Regions from separate parts of the Triticum aestivum genome. Here region 2 is linked to region 1. The links are chromatin contacts, called in public Hi-C maps. All regions are on one chromosome and are shown on one strand. The core of a region is the stretch at or near the end of the contact, and the rest is flanking DNA. Distances in the headings are between cores, read along the strand shown. Region 1 has its middle 100 kb from the start of LOC123119580. Region 2 has its middle 24 kb from the start of LOC123119582.

Region 1 (5,965 bases), core at 3,302-5,801:
CAAGAACCCCAAAAGGCTGGTAAGCAGGTCATCTTTTCAGACGGAATAGAGAATGATTTCTACCAAACATTGGTTGGACTTCTTCCCAAATTAACTTACAGGTATGTACAAAAAGCATATGAATTTTTATGTGATATGTTCTACATAATTCGAACATAAACAGTTTTTATATGCGATCCATACTATTTTCTCATGATTTATTTTTCACTTTTCTTCATGATGTTCTTCTGCCATGAACAACCAAAGGATATTTGAGATTGAAGAAGTTTGGGTGGATTAGAAAACTATAACTCTATCATTCAAGCCCGGTGGCTGGATAAACCCTCAATTTGTTGGCTGTTTTTCAAAACTAAAGAACAAAAACCAGCTGGACCGAGGAAGAAAAGGCCTCCTATGAAACAGCGAAATAGTGGAGCACATAGTTAGCATTGACGACATGGTCAGCCTATATTTTGAATTCTTCTCCTCAGTTTTCGTTTTCACATCATCGATATTTCCTTTTATTAACTATCAATCATTTTCTAGGAAACAAACATGCAGGAGAAGCTAATGAACCCAATGCTAAATCATTCAGATCCTGCAAACCAACTAATCTTATAGGAAAGTAATGTTGGCTTCAGTTTATTGAATGCTTCCTCGGTAAGACAAGTTCTGTTGTACAAACTGCTCTTATAGATTTTTCTTCTTTAAAGAGGTTACACTAATAGATTGTAACTTTCCACAATTCCCTAGGTAAAAATGCCCGTATTCAAGGAAAAACAATAGATTTTAATCATTGCTAACTTCAGAGCCAAATTTTTTGATATCATGAACCCGTACTACAGTGGTGATACATTTCTACCAACAATTAGTGCTGTTATCTACAACTTCAAGGTTTTGTTTGCTGCTACATACGGAAATTCTAGTTCTTTTAGCATATGAAATTTTGAATCAAGATTTGTACCAGCTCCCAAGGTCAATTTCAGGTGGGTTTTCCATGGAAATCTCCCATTTTAGAAGATTTGTACCAGTCACCAGCAACTTTTTGGTTCTTTCTCCTAAAAAAGCAGATTAAAAGTATTTTAAATTCACAATAATTTCCATCCTAAGTATGGAACTGATTGTGGTATTATTTTTCTTTCACATGTATGACTCAGGAATTTTCCTTCTTCAGTATGTTAGCAAGTACAAAGGTCTCGGTTTGGAGGGTTTCTCTAATGTAAGCGATAGACATATGTTTCCTTTTTTGGTCATTAATTGGAACATATTAGGAATTAAACAACACTTTCTCTAAAATACTGTAGGATGATTTACATGCTCTACTTCAACAATTCCTTTTTGAGATTGTAACTTGCAAGGACAATGAAATTCAGCTCCCGTTAGTAACTTCTTTCCTGCAGAGACATGTAAGTTTTATTTGTCTCCCAATGACAGAAAATAGATGTTTTTTTCTTAGAGCCTGCTCTTTCATATCGAACAGTGAAATTATTTTCTTCTAATCCCGCATATGTTTCAACAGGGTTTCCGCATATTCCAGTGAAGCTTTGAAGGCCAATCTTTACTCGTTCTGCATATGACAGCAACCTCAGGTAACTTCTGAAATCAGCATGTATTTCCAATTAACATGTTTATTCTTTCTATTCTCAAAGGTCTCATTATTCTTATTAGTTAGTGTAACATGGTTCACCCAAAAGAATCCCAATGATGAAATGTTCTGCACCTGTATTTCCAATTAACATATTTCTTCTTTCTATTCTAAAACGCAAAGAAGCTAATACGATGCCCGGCCCGACGCATCCTTCGGGTTCAAAACTCAGGCCCAGGCCTGGCCAGCGAGCAAGACCGGGCCGGGTATCTATAGGTGCCTCCTATATGACGCGTCGGTCCCTCGCAAGTGACATAGCATGTACCCCCTCGTGCACTGCTGTTTCTATGGGCCGACACGTACCCCCTTAATTTAATATTGTCAGCCTTTTATGAAATGATGAACATTTTTTAAATACGTAAACATTTTTTCCTGAAATCATGATTTGTTTTTACAAATTCGTGAACATTCTCTTAAACCATGAACATTTTTTAAAATTGTGAATATTTTCCAAAACTCATGAACATTTTCTTCAAAATCATGAACGGTTTCTAAAATTCGTGAACATTTTTAAAAAATTTGTGAATATTTTCTTAAATAATGAACATCTGTGCGAATTCGTGAAGATTTTTTTGAAATCATGAAAAAAAATTAAATTCAAGACCATTTTTTGAAAACATGATTTTTTTTACAAAATCATGATTCTTTTTTGAATTCGAGAATATTATTCGAAATTACGAACCTTTTTGGAATCATGACCATGTTTTAAATTCATGAACATTTTAAAATTTCATGATTTTTTTTTACAAATTCGTGAACATTCTCTTAAACCGTGAATATTTTTTGAACTCCAAAACATTGTTTGAAATCATGAATATTTTTAAAAATTCATGATTGTTTTATTAAAAATTAGCAACTTTTTCTCAAATTTATAATTTTTTGATATCCCAAATTATTAAAAAGGGACAAAAACAAACGAAAAAGAAGGAAAAAAACAGATGCCATTCCGGGCCGGCCCAGAAGGGGGCGGAGGAGACCGGGGGTGCGTGCTCGCTTCGTTGGCAGCGCGTTATGCACCCAATAGGAGGTCCTTCAGCACTGTGGAAAGAAACTGACACCACGAGCACGCAGCTCGTGAAAAACAACGCAAAAATGGCTATTGGCCAAGAATCGATCCCACGTCACCGCTCTTCGGTATAGTCTGGCCAACGACTCAGCCATCTAACTGCTAGTAACTAATCTCAGCACGGAGCAATTAAGAACACAAGTAGTAGATGCACTATTCAATTTGAGTTTTTAATTATTTTAAAATAATTTTACATATTTTAAAATTTAAACAACGTTCCCAAACATGAAAAAAAAGTTTGCGTATTCCAAAAAAAAGTTCACCAAAACCAAAAAAGTTCACGAATTCAAAAGAAGTTCATTTTTAAAAAAAGCTAAACACATATGAATAACTCAAAAACAATTTATAAATTTGAAAAAAGCACTAAAATGGAAAATTTTACGAGTTTGAAGAAAGTTCATTCAATATAAAAAAATTCATTCAATTTGAAAAAAGTTCATCAAACTGGAAAAAAGTTATTCAATTATGAAAATAGTTCATTCAATTAGAAAAACTTTCATCGAATTTGTAAAAAGTTCATCCATTTTGAAAAAAAGCTCATTGAGTTGAAAAAAAGTTGATCGAATTAGAAAAAAAAAGCTCTTCAAATTTGAAAAATAGTTCATCAAAAAATGAAAACAGTTCATTGATTTGAAGAAACAAGTATATTGAATGTGAAATAAACTTCATTGATTTGAGAAAGAGCTCACAAATTTGAATTTCTTTCATGGAATAAGTAAGAAAGAAAAAAAGAAACAATAGAAAAAGAAAAAGAAAAAGGAAAGAATGAAGAAGAAAGAACAGGAAAAGATGTAACTTATTAGTTCTGGTTCGGTGGCTGATTGGTTAGCGCAGTAACCTCAAAACAACAGGTCGCTGGTTCGATTTTCTCCGCAGCATGTTTTGGGGGCCTGCTATTTCTCGCCTTCAGCGAGCCAGGGCGCTGCGCCCCCTTCTCGGGGCGTCCTAGACGGGCTGGCCCTGCCGCGGAGAGCCACTGCCTATTTTTTTTTTCTGTTTTCTATTATCATTTTCTGCTTTATTTTTGTACTTTTGTTTATACTTTCAGATATTCTACATATATATGATTTTCAAAAACACATTTGGAAAAATGTTGAATAACTATTAAAAATGTTGACCAAGAATTAGAAAAATGTTGAATAAGTATTAAAAATGCTGAATAATTTGAAAAAGGTTGAGTAGGTATTAAAAAATATTGAATGGGTATATGAATAATGTTGAATAATTATTCGAAAATGTTGAACAATAATTTGAAAAATATCAAACAAGTATTTGAAAAATGTTGAATAAGTATTGAAAATGTTGAACAATTATTTGAAAAATGTTGAATAGGTATTAGAAAATGTTGAACGAGTATATGAAAAATGTTGAGCAAGTTTTTAAAAATGTTGCATAACTATTAAAATGTTGAACAAGTTTTTGAAAATTGTTGAATAAGCGTTCGGACAATGTTGAATGTGTATACAAAAAATGTTGATCACTTCTTAAAAAATATTTTTGGCATATATGCAAATGTAGAGTGAAAACAAAAACAATCAAAAAAGATAAAAGAGAGAAATAACAGAGAAAAAGAGAAAAAATGAAAAAAAAAGACCCAGGGAATAACTAGTGAAAACCCCGGCTTGTTTCGAGTTAAGAAACTATGCCCTTCTCATTTGACACCAAGGCGCGCCTAGCACATTTCGCACCTCTTGTGAAGTTCGAATCTTGGCTGCTCCATTTCTCCTGCACCTTTTTCTTCATTGACTGCCACCGAGTGGGCCGGCCCAATTACTAGACTCCTTCAGCTCATTGACAGCCAGTCAATGGGCCGGCCCAATTAGCAGACTCCTAAAGCGACATCTCCTGCGCGATCGCTTAATGCGATAAGTAGCATTCGCGGCGCTGGCGAACCTGCCAGCGCTGGCGGCCGGCCCATGAGCGAGGCAGGACGCCCCAGTTTTATTATTTCAGTTTCAGTTTTTGTTTTCTCAGTTTTTGTTTTTTTCTTTAATTAATACGGAATTTCGAAAAAATATCAAAATTCAAGAAAATTTCTAATTCTGAAAATGTTCATGGAGCCCAAAATGTCCTTGAATTCAAATAATGTTCATGAATTTGAAATAAATGTTCAAAAAATCAAATAAAAGTTCGCTGATTCAAAATCTATCGGAACTCAAAAAATGTTCATTGAGAACTAAAAATGTTCCTGTATTTAAAAAATTGTTCCCAAATTTTCAAAAAATGTTCATAATTACACAAATGTTCAGAATTAAAAAAAGTTTTGATGAATATTTTTCATATTTTCATGAAGAAAACTTGATTTTTTGATAAACAAGTTTTAGTATTCATCAGATGATTTTTTTTAATTTGAGGAACATTTTTAGAAATTGATGACCAAGTTTTGAAATAAGGATCATGGTTGTTTCGCTGTTGCTTAGTTGTTTTCTTCTCTTTTCTGTTCCTTTTCTGATTCTTTTTTTTTCTATTTCTGTGTCTATTTCTTTTCTTTTCCTTTTCGTTTTTCATCTTTTCCATTTTATTGTTCTTTTATCTATATTATACAAAGTTTGTTGCGTGTTACAAAAAATGTTCATCGTACATTATGCAAATGTTCACATTGTTTTTACAAAAGTTCATCATGCATTATGAAAATGTTCATTGTATATTAGAAATTGTTCAAGGAATATATAATCACTGTATTTTTGAACTTTGTGTATTAAAAAATTCAGCTTATGTTATAAAATGTTCAATTCGTATTATTATTTTTTCAACGCTTATATTAAAAACATTCATATTATAATAATAAAAAGTTCATCATGTATTATTTAAAATGTTCACCGTATTTTGAGAAAAACATTCAACATATATTAAACAACGTTCAATGGGTATTTTTCAAAAAAAGAAGTACAATACTTAAAAAGTCGCGCCGCAAATGTATCACTAGGACTCATTAGGACGAGCGGTTAGTAACACTCTTTTAGGAGAGGGAGCTCGCGACTCCGAGCTCTAGCTCGCCCGTTACTTTTTGGCAATTTTTTTACGCGGTTGGAACTCCGTTACCTCCGAATGGGCCGGCCCATTCGCCCCTGCCTTCAACAAAGGTTGACAACTTGCTGCACGCGGGCATCGAGCAGGAGGTCTCGGGGCATAGCTCTCTCCCTCTGCCGCCGTGTCGGCCAGGAGCACCGAGGGCGAGTGACGGCCTGGCGACGAGAAGGGGATCGATGGGATAGGGGTCGGCTAGTCCTATTTGGCTCGTGGCACCATCTTCCGTGCGCAGGTACTTAGTATAG
Region 2 (5,786 bases), core at 1,260-3,759, 500 kb after region 1:
TCTCCTGACGGCGCTGGAAGTACGCTGCCCACGCCCTCGTGGTTGTCGGCGGCGTACTGCGGGGAGGCGCGCTGCTCCTCGGTCAGTGATGACCGAACACGGTCGACCTCGCCGGCGAAGTAGTTGGGGCGCGCGACGACGGCCGGCAGGGAGGAATGGGGACGCCTCCGGCGCTGCGCCTCCATCCTGTCGGCCCAACGCGCATGTCTAGAGGCGCTGGGATGTTGGCCTCGAAAAGCAGGTGCGCCTCCCACGATTGCAGCGAGCGGCGGCTGATGCCGTGGGCCGCCGCTCCGTCGCCGGGGAACCGCTCGCACATTGTCGTGGCTGGGGCTGGGAGAAAGGAGAGGTTCGTCGGCGGCGGAGAGAGAGAGAGAGGCAGAGAGCACGGCGTCTGTGGCCAGTGGTGGGAGGGGGGCGACGCTTTTTATAGCCGCCGGGGAGGCGTGTGTACGCGGGGGCGGGGAGTGAGGCGTCGCCGCGCCGCCCGTGAGGAATCAATGGAAGGCTGACCGGCGGCAGCCTTGGCATTGATTCGCCGCGGGAAACCGAGGCGTTCTGAGGACGACGAGGCGAGTGTCGCTGACACGGCGGGCCCGCGGCTCTTTCGCGCCAAAACCGTTTCGCCCGGCGCCCCCGAGCGCCCCCCAGCGCGGCGGGTTTGACTTGGGTCCGCCGGCGCCAAATTCGGCCCGAGCCGGCGAAAATTGGGCTTCTGGGGATGCGGCTGGGCCGATTTTTATGCGCCGGCGCGAAAACATCGCTTGGGGAGGGCGTTTTGGGGGCTCGGCTGGAGATGCTCTAAACCCAGGTTCCTTAATGTTGGCAATGGTCCACAAATATGAATCATCTTCTCACAACAGAGTGCCATATAGGTCGGCCTATTTAACAACTTTTCCTTAGGATTTTTCAAGCAATTTGGTGCTTTGTCATATTTTCTTCTATTTTATTTCATGTTTTTGTCTAGTTTTTTGACCCATTTTTCAGTTGTTCCCTTTTCCTTTTCCCCTTGACATTTCTCATTATTTTCTTAATACATGAATTTTGTCAAAGATCTTTTTGAAATTCATGATATTTTTAAAACTGTTTTACTTTTAAAATTTTATATATTTTAAAGACTCCTAACCATAATTTTAAATTTGGAAACAATTTTCTAGTCATTGAACATTTTTCTAAAAAAAAGAATTTTTTTGAACTTGGGAATTTTGTCCAAAAAATAAATTGTTTACCTTTTTCAAACTAAAATATTTTTTGCCTCGAATCAAATTTATTAATAAAAAAATTGTTTCAATAATTTAAAAGAAGATTCCAGCCCACAAGAGGCCTCGTTTGCTTGATTTGCCTCGCTATTTTTTGCTTATATTAATCCAAGGCCTGCAAGAGCAACTAATCAGCGAGTACTCCTTCGGGAGCCCCTGCAAAGGTCACCTTTGGTGGGCTGACGTGCTCTCAGCCGCCGCTACGTGTCGCAGTCTGGACGATTTTTTTTCCTTTTTTTGTGTGTTTTTACATGTTTTTGACTTTTAGATAATTTTTTGTCTGACTTTTCGGCTTTCGGTTTCCCCTTGTTTTTTTAGGTTTTGGAAAAAAAATTGAAACAAAATTGCGCAAAAAAAGGTTTTGTTCTACGAGAGATATAGATTTACTTCTCGAATACATGGATTTGCTTCCGCGAGAGGCACAACCTCTCATAAAAGAAAAAAACGTGTTTTTTCCTTTCTGCGAGAGGCACAGATTTTCTTCTCGTGGAGGCACGAATTTGCATCTGCGAGAGGCACAATCGTGTACTCGGAAAAGGAAAAAAGCACATTTATTTCGTTCCGCGAGAGGCATAGATTTATTTTTCATGAGGTACGGATTTCTTTCCATGAGAGGCACGGTCATCCCTCTCGAAGAAGGCAAAAAACGTGTTTTTTTTTCTTTCACGAGAGGCACAAATTTACTTCTAGGCACAGATTTGCTTCCGCGTGAGGCACAATCTTGCCTCTCAGAAAAGGAAAAACATGTTTTCTTTCCCATATGCAAGAAGCACGGTCGAGTTTTCTTTTTTTCTTTTTCTTTCGAGAGAGGCACAAGTACTTTAGAAAAGAGGAAAAAATGCTCCCGATTCAGTTTTTTCGTAAAAAAAGTTCGTTAAAACCTATCAACATGTGATTTAATTTTAAATATCTCGATGCGAAGAATTCAACGGGGAAAACTTTTGGAGATTTGGATGCATAGTTTAAGAGATAATTGTTTTTTGAATAAATGAATATACGGAAAAAGTAAACGCTCTCAAATATGCGCCTGTTGTCGCAACTTGGAGTGGTTGGAGTGACCTTTGCAAAAAGTACTTCTTAATTAGTGATTTTGAAGGCACGCGCAAGCTGAAGTGCACATATGCTATTTGGCGCTTAACGCATCAGATAATTTATTTTTTTGAGAGAAAACGCACCAGATACTGGGGACCTCCTATATGCCGCTTGCTGCGGCAAACTGGTGGCGATTCACACAGGAGGCGGCTCATCTGGGCCGGCCCATTTACTGTCCTTCGCGAGTTATTTTTTTGAGAGAAAACGCACCAGATACTGGGGACCTTCTATATGCCGCTTGCTGCGGCAAACTGGAGGTGATTCGCACAGGAGGCGGCTCACCTGGACCGGCCCATTTACTGTCCTTCACGAGATGAATTATCGAAAAATAAAGAGCGCGCTGAGGAATCAAATTCCCGACCTGCGAGTGATGCGCACGATGCACTAGCCACCGCGACACCTGAGGTATTGTGACATATTTGCGGCGCGGGTATAAAAGAAACTACCGACAGCGGCAAAAAATAAAAAACAATTCGCGTAATAATCAGTTGGCGAGGGATCGAACACAAGACCTCCTGCCATGGAATCGCATCCATAGGCAGTTTTAGTAACTGAGCTTAAACATGCGAACATTTTTTTTATTTGTGGACAAAAATTAAACATGCGAACATTTTTTGAATTGTAAACAATTTTTGAACATGAAAATGTTTTGAATATGTGAACAAATTTTTAAATTTGTGGACAAAAATTAAACATGCGAACATTTTTTGAATTGTAAACAAATTTTGAACATGAAAATGTTTTGAATATGTGAACAAATTTTGAAAACGAAAATATTTTCTGTATGAACAAATTTGGAACGTAAGAAGAATTTTTTGAAATTCCTAAACATTTATGAATTTGTGAAAAAATGGAGACAGGAACATTTTTTAAATTCCAAAATATTTTCCAATTTTCTAAGAAAATTTAAACATGTGAACATTTTTTGAATTTGTGTTTTTTGGGAAAAGGGAACTTCTTTTGAAAAAAAAATTATTTTGTTTGAAAATTGCAAACATTTTTTTGATTGTGTGAGCAATTTTCACAAAGACGAACATTGTTTTGAAAGCGCTAACATTTTTCAAAAAGACAAACAGTTTTCGCATTGCGAATATTATCTTGAAAAACGTGAATTGTTTTTGAAATTTATGAAGATTTTCTGGCAACACAAACATTTTCTGAATATTTGGGAACATTTATGAAAACACGGACATTTTACAAATTTGTGAACAATTTGTTGAACACACGAACATTTGTTTTGAAAACCCTGAACTTATTTTCGAATTTGATTTTTTTTTTGAATTTTGAACATTAAAGTAAAGTCTAATTTTAGAAAAATGAACAGAAAAAGAAAAGAAAAGAAAAAAGAAGAAAGAAACAGAAAGGATAAAAACCAAAATAAAAAATAAACAGATAGGAAAAAAGGAAGAAAAAAAACTAAAAAAGACCAGCCTCGAAAAACAGCAAGGAAAAAAGGAAACCGATTCGGGGAGCCTTCTGGAAGGTTCCCAAAACCGGGAGAACACCACCCGCCCGAAACCGCCAAATGGGCCCCGGCCCACTGAGCTCTTAGAGTCGCTCACCTCTGCGAACCTCATGCAGAATGCGTGAGTTGCTCAAAAAAAATGCAGAATGCGTCAAATAGGAAGTCCCCAGAAGGTCCTCACCTGTTACCCCTCAAAAACAAGAGTATGCAGCGTCAATGACCCTTTTCGGCTGCATCCTAAGTGGGGCATCCCATTCATTCGTCTTGGGAACCTTCCAGAAGGGCCTCACCTGTTACCCCTCAAAAAAAGTTTGTTGGGCTGGTTTCTTCTTTCTTTCGTCCGTTTTTGTTTTCATGTTTTACCTTTTATTTTTTACGTTTTTCTTTTCTGCCTTTTATTTAATTTTTATTTTCAAACTCGTCAATTTAAATTTCTGAAATTTTTCAGCGCACAATTTTTTAGATTCACAAGTTTATTTTCATATTTGTGAACTTTTGTCGAGTTTGTTGACATTTTTTCAAATCCGATAACTTTCTTCAGATCCTAAAGCATGTTTTGAGTGCATGATTTTTTTTCCAAATCTTGAGATTTTTGAATTCAATAACTTTTAAAAAAATTCTGAAGCTTTTCAAGTCCACAATTTTTTTTTAGAATGTGAACATTTTTTAAATTTGTGATCATTTTTCAAAGCCACGAAATTTAGTCATGAACATTTTAAATTTTGTAAAACTTGTTAACATTTTCTTATGTCATAAACTTTCTAAATCTATAAAAAAACGGACATCCACTTTTTTTAAACCATACATTTCTGGTTTTTCTAGAGGAGATGAAACAAAACAAATGAACGAAACACGTGCACTACAATGAAGGTCAAATGTGAAGAAAATGCATGCGCTAAAACATACTCTCCTGAAGGTGCCTTAAGTACTCTCTTGAAGGTGCTACGAGATGTTTCGTTTAAACATGAAACGAGGTGTACAATGTGGATGCTCATAATATAGCTAGAATGTCACTTTTACGTCCAGGCGGCCATATTTGGCTCTGTAGCCCCCGGGCTTTGTATCTCCATAGTAGAGCTCGGGTTCTTTCCCTAAAAATTTCCATAGTAAAGCTTGGGTTCTTTCCTTTAAAAATTTGAGGGAAACACTTACCAGCAGTTGACTGAAGTAATTTATCAGACCAGCGCCTGACCTTCCGAAGCCCTATACATCCAACGACTTAGGTATGATCTATATATTGTTAAAAACAGAGATCGAACCCCTAAAAAAATAGAGATTGATTGGTTGATGTGTGGTGCCTGTTGGGTTCACCTTGACGTATATTTATATTACAAAGATGCAGCGATCGTTTACATATCGAGGCGGTGTCGTCCAGGCCCGTATACACCATAGAATCCAAGTCCTAGTCCAAGTCCTAGTTGATACGGGGCTAACCCGGTGTAGGCCGATCTTTCACGATTGGAGTGGACTCCATCGAAGAACACGATGAACACGGGGAAGAACGGAGAGAAATCACAAGGGGAAACACTCAAGAACAAGTCCAATCACACATCCACTAGACAATCAAACACACAAGATCCACAAGGTACATGAACAACAAAGGAAAAGATACAAGGTAAAGTTCATCTCCAAGAGGAGGTCTTGATGATATCCTAGACGGATCTTCCTGTGAGGGGTCTTGGACATATCCCGCAGGATCTTCTCACATGGAGGTCTTGAACTCCATGGGAGTGGTAGTCTCTCTCTCTCAAGAGTAGAGGTAGGAGCAAAGCTCACCTAAGAATGAGCTATCACTTTGCTAACCCTAGTACGGAGCTAAGGGACAAGTATATATAGTCCAAGGGGTAAGTTGGGGGATACATGGGGTGAAACCCCTCTCACTGCACACAGGCAGGGCGGTTGTACCAGATATGTGAGCGGTTGTACCGCTAGGAGCTCAGGTACCGGTTTCTGGAGGTGCTCGCGAAGGT

The links. Hi-C and Micro-C count contacts between places; a contact is called where the count stands out from the background.
Region 2: a contact with region 1 is called in a Hi-C map of leaf, with 5 times the contacts expected there. The contact joins two enhancer-like sites. A contact is called at or near these places in 2 of 5 Hi-C or Micro-C datasets (leaf and an unstated tissue).

Annotation. Positions count from the first base shown.
Region 1 is chr5D:80,925,485-80,931,449 of IWGSC CS RefSeq v2.1, forward strand. No RefSeq gene overlaps it. Among protein-coding and RNA genes, the nearest start is that of LOC123119580, 100 kb to the left of the region's middle. Within about 2 kb of position 4,552, at least 1 of the 8 cell types and tissues checked has an H3K27ac peak or open chromatin away from gene starts, as enhancers often do.
Region 2 is chr5D:81,429,847-81,435,632 of IWGSC CS RefSeq v2.1, forward strand. No RefSeq gene overlaps it. Among protein-coding and RNA genes, the nearest start is that of LOC123119582, 24 kb to the right of the region's middle. Within about 2 kb of position 2,510, at least 2 of the 8 cell types and tissues checked have an H3K27ac peak or open chromatin away from gene starts, as enhancers often do.